Regions from separate parts of the Anas platyrhynchos genome. Here all the other regions are linked to region 1. The links are chromatin contacts, called in public Hi-C maps. All regions are on one chromosome and are shown on one strand. Each heading gives the region's core, a stretch centred on a gene start, on an enhancer-like site or on the middle of the called end of the contact. The rest is flanking DNA. Distances are from core to core; before and after follow the strand shown. Region 1 holds the start of NOL8 (nucleolar protein 8). Region 2 holds the start of ATRIP (ATR interacting protein). Region 3 overlaps IPPK (inositol-pentakisphosphate 2-kinase).

Region 1 (2,860 bases), core at 234-2,733:
CTATAGACTTAGTGGAAGTGTTTGAAATACATTCCCTACACTTTTTGATAAAAGGGCTAGAACAAACAAAAAATTACTTCTTCAGTTGCAAGATTTTTTATTCTTTTTTAAATCTGCTAGCATCTGCTCACTGAGAAGTCTAGCAAAAACAGCCTCCATATACTGCAACTTAAAGCAAGTGAATCGAGTACGACAACAGAATGAAACAAGCTCTGCTTGGACCGTGTTCTGACTTGACATCAGATGAACCGTCAGTAACGTAATTTGACTCAGGAACATAATATACTTATAAATAAAATGAAAAGAATATACTTACATTTTTTAAGATCTGTTTCAGAAATGTTGGCAGTGATGTAAGCAAAAGTTTTCGTAGGATTTCCTGCTCAATGATAAACATTAATTTAATTTCTATGTAACTTTAACATTTATTTCCTGAAAATAAAGTATTTCTGAAACAAGAACAGTATTTCACACTATGAGTTGAAGCACAACCCACTTTTAAAGAATGATATAAAACTGTTACCCTGGTCATCTTTTCTGGTAATAATCTCTACATCCGAAACACGTCCAAACTTCCCAAATCTTTCTTGTAGTTCAGCCTTAGAAACTGTATGGCCAAGACCTCCAACATAAAGACGTTTTGAAGCTTGTTCCTTCTCCATATTCAAGAAGTCAAGCTGTCACATCCGTAACACGCACTCTGTTTTTCTGTAAAATGATAACAATAGTTCCAATTATGAAACAAATCATTCCATCAAAATTCCTCCACAAAGAACCTTTGAGAAGAGGGCACCTTTGCTTTGGACTAGGTAACGTGCTCTGCTCCAAACTATCAGCAAGCATTGCTGTATGCTAGGGCTTAGCTTATCTTTTACCTTAAAGCGCATAACTTGCTGCATGACAATACGCGTGAACAGCTCGGCATTCCTTTCGCTTCTCCCCCTGGTATCACAACCGAAAGCTTGCAAGTTATCAAGCTTTTACCTGTAACTTTTAAGGTAACAACACCAGAACTGATGTTTAGGAATACAACCTGTGTGGATTGGTGCAGATGAAGCTCAAGCCCTCCTACACCTCAGAATTTCTTTACAGAAAACAAAACGTTGAGTAGTAGAAACACTGAACTGTGAACCTGTTTAAGTATTTCTGCCCCGACACCACGCGCTCCTGCGCACCTGAGCGCTTGGCGCAAGGGGCCGGTCCCTCCTCACTGCGCGTCTCGTTCCAGCACAAGCGACAACAAAAGCACAGCACAGCAGGGGGAAGGCCGAGCTCACCCCCTTGTTTTCCAGCACACACACACCAACACGATTTAAGCCCCCCCCAGCCCCAGCCCCAGCCGCCGCTCACCGCCTCCATGTGCGCTCCTCACGGAGCCGCTGCCGGTGCCGTCCCCCTCTCAGCCCTTCCCGGCGCCGTCTCCCCGCAGGAGGGTTCCGCCTCCCGCTGCTCCTCCCGCGCTGCCGCCGGGCTCCTGTTGGCGGCCGGTCAGGTTTGGGGGCAACACACGGCTCGGGGCACGGGACGCAACCAACTCGGAAGAAAGGTAGAGGGGGTGTTTCCCCAAGATAGAAGCGAGAAAATTAAAGGAAGTAGCCACATCAACAACCCCGTTACTACTCATCTCATATAGAAACCTCAGCATCTGTCCTTTCGGATATTTCGCTATTCCTCAAGGGCGCAACGAAAGCCCGGTGCTGCGGCTGGCTCCCCCCTCTCCGGCAGCAGCAGTGGTAGCGCCCGGTGCGGCGGCGGGGCGGGCTGGGCGCGCAGTTCGAAGGCGCGGCGCGCGCGGCGGTTGGGCGGGGGGCGCCTCGCGCGGCGGCCGTTGGAGCTGCGCGCGGGCGGGTGGGCGAGAAGCTGAGGGGGTCGACCCTGAGGCGGACACACGCTCGGGACGAGGAGAAAAAACTGCTGTGCCCGTACAGGTACGTCTCGCTCGGGTAAGAGGAAGCGCTGCTGTCTGCCGGGGGCGATGCTCTTTGAACTGCTGAGGGTCCCCGGGCTCTGCGGCACCGCCCGAAGCTTTAAACCCGCTCCCAGCCCCAGAGTTCGCTGGCACGGGAAGCTTCGGCTATAGCGACCTCCCGATTGTTTTCCCAAGGCGCTCTCTGTTAAAGCCGTGGTGTTTGTCAACGCGTTCTATTTACAGAATCACAGAATTTCTAGGTTGGAAGAGACCTCAAGATCATCGAGTCCAACCTCCGACCTAACGCTAACAGTCCCCACTAAACCATATCCCTAAGCTCTACATCTAAACGTCTTTTAAAGACTTCCAGGGATGGTGACTCCACCACTTTTTGTTTTGAATGTTTTCATATATATGTTATTCATATGCCGTTTCTTGTGAAGTAAAGCAACAAAATCCCATTTTCCCCTCATCCCTTTTTATTGAGCCACGTTAGTGTGGTTGCGTTCAAATACATCAGTGGTTATGTGCAAATGCACAAAATAAAGCTAGATTTTTTTTTTCCTATTGAAAGCTCTAATGCATCGGTTGGGTAATGTTCTCTGCAGTCCTTTGAATGTGTTGTGTCTAAACTAGTGTGCTAATCTCAAGGTGTTTTTTTCTCTTAATGGTATTTACTTGTTTTGACTTACTCGAGAAAGATGTTTGTTTCTTTGTATCCTTTTAGCGCTGTTTCCATGAGAGGCAGATTATGCTCTTGCCCTGCATAAGAGTAGCTGGGCTTTGTTTAACCAGCTGGCAAGCACAGCTCTGCTCACTGTGAGAAACTAAGGTGCGTTTCATCACAGGATCAGGTGGCTCGTTAGGTGAATTGCTCACAACTGGAATCTGTTTCCACACCTAACTGGTAGAACAGTCAGATAGAACACCTATCTGTGGAACAGGTTGATG
Region 2 (2,860 bases), core at 172-2,671, 190 kb after region 1:
AAAAGTATATGCAAGTTTTCTACTCTATTTTTTCCTCAACTTTAGCGGGGGGGGATGAAGCTGTATCAGCCATACATCATCACTATTAAAAGTAAAAACAATAACTAACAATAGCGCTAGCCCAGTCTGTTATCATATAAAATAATCATAAAATGAAAAATACAAAGACCAAGTAAAATCTTAGTCAAGATCCTTTTTGCTTACAGTTCTCAGTCTGCCTTTCTAGAGTGACTGACACAGAAACCTAGACCCTCTACAAGAAGGTTTTAACTAACGCAATAAGTTTTTGTTTTACACCATCTATTTGAAGCATCTCTCATTAAACATAACCCAGTAAAAACACTCTTACAAACAGTAAGTGCCTTTATCACCACACTACAGAGCCAAACATGACGCTAACATTCCCACTACAGACACAAATAGTATTTCCAAAGGACACATTCAATGAAGTAAATGCCAAGACTTTCCACAGTCTCCTCCACCTAATAAGTTAATTAACAAGGTATATCTTTTTATAAGAAGACTTACACCTATACCCCACCGGTAAAATGATGCAAACCTTCTCTTTACAACCACTCCCCCTTGTGCTAAGTAGCTGCAGCTGCCTGAATCCTAAGGGCTCACCTGTGACCAGGTTAGTGCAGGAGCTGGGCCAGCTGAGAGCACCGCTCAGGCTGCCTTTCTTTTGGCCTTTATAGCTGGTCCCAGGCTCTCACTGTTTATGCACGAACGATGAATAAAACACATTGTGCTCCAGCAGTGATTTCAGTGCACTGCATGCGAAGGGCAGCAGAGAAACGAACAAAAGCAATCAGATTTCTCCTGTGGAAGCTGAGATGTGCTGCCAGCAGCACCGCGGGCCTCGTGTGAGGGTCACCAGGGCTCCCTAGCACCGGGGCTGTCACTGAGCCTCCTGCAGAGCCTAACGCTGCGAGGCCACGGCCTGCTCGGCAGGGTTTGGCAGCATATTGGTGGCCCTACGCCCACCTGGGTTACCTGGAGCAGACAGCAGCTGGAAAGGCGGTTTTGCAGCCCAATTTAGGGACATTTTACGGACAGACTGAGGTGCGAGTACAGCAGCCCACTGCTGCCGGTAGCCCAGCAGCAGGCTTTTACCACAGATTTTTCGCAGACAGAGCCCTTTCCCGATATTATGACCCGCTACCGGCTCTGCTTTATTAGAGAACAAAACAAAATAAAAAAAAATTTAAAAAAAAAAAAAAGTGAAAATAAGGCGGTTGGGACCCCAATTTCTGTGGGAAAGGCCCCAAAGGGCCAGGAGGCGGCGGCCGCGGGGGATTTACCACAGCGAGGGGGCGGTGACGCGAGCTGCCGTGACGTCACCGCGGCGGCCCCCATTGGCCGGGCGGGCGGGCTGCCGGCCGCTGATTGGCTGCCGGGCGGCGCGGCGGGCTCCGCGCCCCGTCCCCTCAGAGCTCGGCGCCGGCCGCTATGGCGGCGCCCGGGCCGCGGAAGCGCAGCGGCCCCGCGCTGTGCGGGGCGGGCTGGGTGCGGGGCCCCGCTCCGGCCGCGCCGCTGGGCAACGGCGTCCCGCCTCACAAGCGCCCCAAGGGGCCGGCGGCGGGCGGCGGCGAGGCGCCGGAGGACCCGTTCGGGGACGGCGACGACTTCACGGCGGACGAGCTGGAGGAGATCGAGACGCTCGCCTCGCAGGCGCTGTCGCAGGACGCGGGGCGCGGCTGGGGCGGCCGGGCCGGGCCGCGGGGCAGGGCTGCGGGGCAGGAGCCCGCAGGTCGGTGTGAGGGGAGCGGGGGGTGCTGGGGCGAGCCGAGCCGAGCCGAGCCTCACGGCCCGCCGGGCTCTTTCCTCAGCAGGGGGCGGCGCGGATACCGGGCTGCCGAGGGACGCGTTCCGCTACGAGGTGCTGCAGACACAGCACGAAGAGATCCGGCACAAGGTGGGCGGCGGCGGGCACGGAGGTGGCTGCGGTACCTCCCGGGGATGCCGCGTGGGAACAGGAAAGAGATGCAGGGAGTGCAGGGACGCGCCCCGTCCAGCAGCTCAAACATCAGATCTGAGCAGGGTTGTGCAAATGTTTTACCATTTTCTTTTAGTCTCTGGTAAAACTTCACACAGAAACTGCTACCAGAGGTAGTGTGATATCCTTCAGTCTGTTTTTTAAAATGACCAGGTGGCTGGTTTTTGATAGCTCTTAGCGTCAAAGCGGTCAGCAGCTTAACAACACGTTGTGTCAGAAAATGTCTTCTTTGATTTGGCTTTGAAGGTCATGTGTGGTTCTAGCAGATGGGGCTTGACTACTGAGAGAGGCAGCAAATAGCAATAATTTCTGCATAGCGGTTCCGCTTCAATAGATCTTTGTTTCCTCGCAGTTGTGCTTTCTCCCATATGGAAGGGTCCTACGCTATTTACAGTTCTGTCACCATCCTTACCTCTCTTCCACTTCTTTTGTTTCCTCCTTTATTGGGAAGACCCTGCCTGTACACCACGTGAGGGTAAAATATCATTTTACATCCTGATATAGAGGTGTCTTTATACTTTTTTCTCAATTCTTTTCTGAATAACCCATTCTGTTCTCTCTCCAGTCTTGTCTCTGAGCAGTGATGGCTGTTCAGAGTAATCGAGGCTATACGTGTCATGAACATACTGTCTGGGGGTGGTAACTTGTCCGAGGACAGCGTTGTTGTTGGCTGCTGTGCTTGATGAGATACTGTGGTTAAATTATCATTGTTACATCCCAACATTTTAATAAGTTTTTGTTGTGTGCGACTAGAGTACTTGTCAAAGAAATAGCATAAACATAGAGGAGGTGAAAGAATGGTCTCTGACAGATACCAGGATAGAACATTGACATATACCTTTGCTGTCACTTTATAATTCT
Region 3 (2,860 bases), core at 227-2,726, 150 kb after region 1:
GAGCAGGTGACCTGGCAGGAGCTGCTGCCCGTGGGGGAGCCAGGTTGGAGCAGTTTTCTCCTGAGTGATGGACCCCGTGGTACGGACCCACAACTGGAGCAGTTCTGGAAGAGCTGCTGCCTGTGGGAAGCCCACGCCAGATCAGTTCATCAAGGACTGCATCCCGTGGGAGGGACACCACAGCACAGGGGACGAGAGTGACCGAGAAGGAGCAGTGAAGAAGGACTGGAGGCTGACCATAATCCCCATTCCCCCGTGCCACTCAGTGGGAGGAGGTGGAAGAGGGTGGATGGGGGGAAGGTGCTTTTGGTTTCTTTCCTTTGTTTCTTGCTTCTCTAGGTTGTTAGTAATAGGCAATAGATCTTACTATCTCCCTATGCTGAGTCTGTTTTGCCTGTCACAATAATTACTGCGTGATCTCCCTGTCCTTATCTCAACCCTTGAGCCCTTTTCATCATATTTTCTCCCCATTCCTCTTTGAGGAGGGGGAGTGAGAGAGCAGTTGTGGAGCTCAGCCGCCCACCGGATTAAAACCACCACAGTTACCTGTTGCTTTACGGTATGGGATGTCACCATGCATTCGCTGAGCTGTATTTAAGAGGAAATTTGATTTAAGAGTTTACCTTATCAACAGCTTCAATAGTCCCTAAGGACTAATATTGTATTTGTTTGCTTCCAACTTCCCACAGAACTTTTTCCACCTCTCACTAAACAGATTCACACCCAGCAACTCAGATCCATATCCACCTACCATTGTTAGTCATATCAGAGGTTTAAGCAACAACACGCAAGTTTCAACATGAAAGAAGCTTATAACTGTGAATAAAACACAGTACTGTCAAAAGAATGCAGGACGAAGACCAAAAAAATTACCTTTAGATGCTGATGCATACAGTAACGACACACCTTGTGTTTTATCTCCTGTGAAACATGGCTGGAAAAAGGAATGAAGCCACACTTGGGCTAAAACAAACAAACAGAAATGATTACAAATAGAAATGCATTTCTTTCTACAAAGGGCCTACAATATGCAAATCTTTCAAGTATTTACACAGAAAAAAAAATATAAATCAACACCTAATACTTAAAGGTTTTATATATGTCACCGTACATTATTCCCAATTATTTTAGAGTACTCAGTGAAGAAATAAGGACACACAAAATTGCTGTGGCCTACAGAAGAAACCTACTAATATCTGGGAATTCAAGTTTCAAAAGATCAGAAATTTGGTGAGGGAGTGGGGATGGTATTTTATCCTATGGGTCACAGCAAAAGCAGTGAGCTATGCCATATCCTACTGCTGAATTTCTTCAAATCTACTCTGGTCAGTACATGCTTAAAAACTGTAAAAGAACAAAACCACAATAACAACAACAACAAAAAGAAGGATTTTCTCCTATTCAATACCTTAATCTCTATGCAGAGGATTGGCCGATGTTCCACAAAACGATAGGTCTGCAGCCTGGTAAGATTAGGAAGGCACATTGCATAACCACTAAGTGTGTCCATATCCTTATCACAGCGAGACTCTAGAGAGAAAAAAAAACACCACCGAGAAAATTAAGTGTGTGGATGTTTGTTTTACACTGTAGTTGTGTTGTTCAGCAGTTGGGGGAAGAAAGAAATGAAACAAAACACACACACACACACACAAAAAAACAAAAACAACACAAAGGCAGGACACAGTTTAGCAGGATTTAGCCAATTACGCGCTTGCATAAATCTGGCCTTCCCATTAGCAACACCCATTTTCTCCTTCCTCAAAAGTGTCATAAAGAGTGCTTCAAGAGCTGCTTTTAATGGCCTGTTTCCAGCGCATCCTAAGAAACTTAGCAATGAGAGGCCTGAAACAGCAATGGAGTGGCCAAGGTAGAGATTTATAACTGTATTCAAAGAGACGATCTCATGTTTGCTTACTAAAATTGCTGCCATCCCTGGGCCTGTGGAAATGGACAGGCATATCAATAGCGACAGGCAGAAGTTGAGGAGAAAGTGTAAATCTAAACAGAATCCACAAGTGGCTTAGCTCAATTCCTCAGTTTGCACGTAGTGCTTCTGCAAGGTTTCAAACATTTGTCCCAGGCTTGAAATCAAGATACAACGTACTAAAAAATATTGATAGGAAGCAATTAACTGAAGAACCACCTCTCCCTAACATTCCAGTGTTTACAACAAAATAATAAATAGGACAAAAGCAACATAAATGAAACAAAAGTTAGGTTCCTCCTCCTTAAAGGAGGATTCCTGATTCTATGATAGCTTATTGCAAGAATTTTTAAAACCACCCAAAAATAGTATTTCTGAATATAGTCCAGATAAACAGTCTTGAGGGGAAAAAAGAAAAAAACAAAAAAAAAAAACCTTTAGCAACTTTTATTAGGCACAGTATTTACTTACCTTGCTGGTTTCTGGCACTGTGAAACTTTCTCAGGTGACAACAAGTCAATACAGAGTGTCCTGCCTTATTCATAGGTAAATTAAGTCACTTTTTCCAAAGGATCAAAGGCTTCAAGGAACTGGCTACACTTACCAAAGGATTTTATATCACATCTTTCTTCTATGAAATCTCCTGAAACAGACGTTTCTGAGCCTTCTAAAGAAGGCTTGAGAAAACAGTATTTTAATGAGTATCTTCCACCACCCTCCTTGATCTTTCTAAAGGACTTCAAGAGCAAGGTAAAAAGCTTGTTCAGGAATTATCAAACACAGGCTTAAAGTGGATCCCTTTCTCCAACTTGATGAAACCACTAGCAGATGCAGTTTTACAGCCTGGAACACACCCATTTTTCCACAACAAATTTTCAGCTTTTCATTGTTTTAGTACTGAAAGAAGTTCCCTCATGTTCTGGGTTATGGTAC

What was found. Hi-C and Micro-C count contacts between places; a contact is called where the count stands out from the background.
Region 2: a contact with region 1 is called in a Hi-C map of subcutaneous adipose tissue, with 2.7 times the contacts expected there. The contact joins the promoter of ATRIP here to the promoter of NOL8 in region 1. A contact is called at or near these places in 2 of 8 Hi-C or Micro-C datasets (liver and subcutaneous adipose tissue).
Region 3: a contact with region 1 is called in a Hi-C map of skeletal muscle, with 2.9 times the contacts expected there. The contact joins the enhancer-like site here to the promoter of NOL8 in region 1. A contact is called at or near these places in 3 of 8 Hi-C or Micro-C datasets (liver, skeletal muscle and subcutaneous adipose tissue).

The regions. Positions count from the first base shown.
Region 1 is chr13:16,258,563-16,261,422 of IASCAAS_PekinDuck_T2T, reverse strand. It overlaps NOL8 (nucleolar protein 8), which reads right to left and starts at 1,483. Exons shown (of 17, transcript XM_038185802.2): 1 at 1,351-1,483; 2 at 524-708; 3 at 317-379. The coding sequence starts at 662. It overlaps CENPP (centromere protein P), which reads left to right and starts at 1,412. Exons shown (of 10, transcript XM_027467670.3): 1 at 1,412-1,546; 2 at 2,637-2,741.
Region 2 is chr13:16,066,576-16,069,435 of IASCAAS_PekinDuck_T2T, reverse strand. ATRIP (ATR interacting protein) reads left to right here and starts at 1,421. Exons shown (of 12, transcript XM_027467728.3): 1 at 1,421-1,753; 2 at 1,833-1,918. The coding sequence starts at 1,453. IPPK (inositol-pentakisphosphate 2-kinase) reads right to left here and starts at 1,294. Exons shown (of 16, transcript XM_072044235.1): 1 at 997-1,294; 2 at 625-773.
Region 3 is chr13:16,108,372-16,111,231 of IASCAAS_PekinDuck_T2T, reverse strand. It overlaps IPPK (inositol-pentakisphosphate 2-kinase), which reads right to left. Exons shown (of 16, transcript XM_072044235.1): 8 at 1,409-1,530; 9 at 874-963. It overlaps CENPP (centromere protein P), which reads left to right. Exons shown (of 10, transcript XM_027467670.3): 10 at 1-1,648. Among named protein-coding and RNA genes, the nearest start is that of ECM2, 38 kb to the left of the region's middle. Within about 2 kb of position 1,476, at least 3 of the 8 cell types and tissues checked have an H3K27ac peak or open chromatin away from gene starts, as enhancers often do.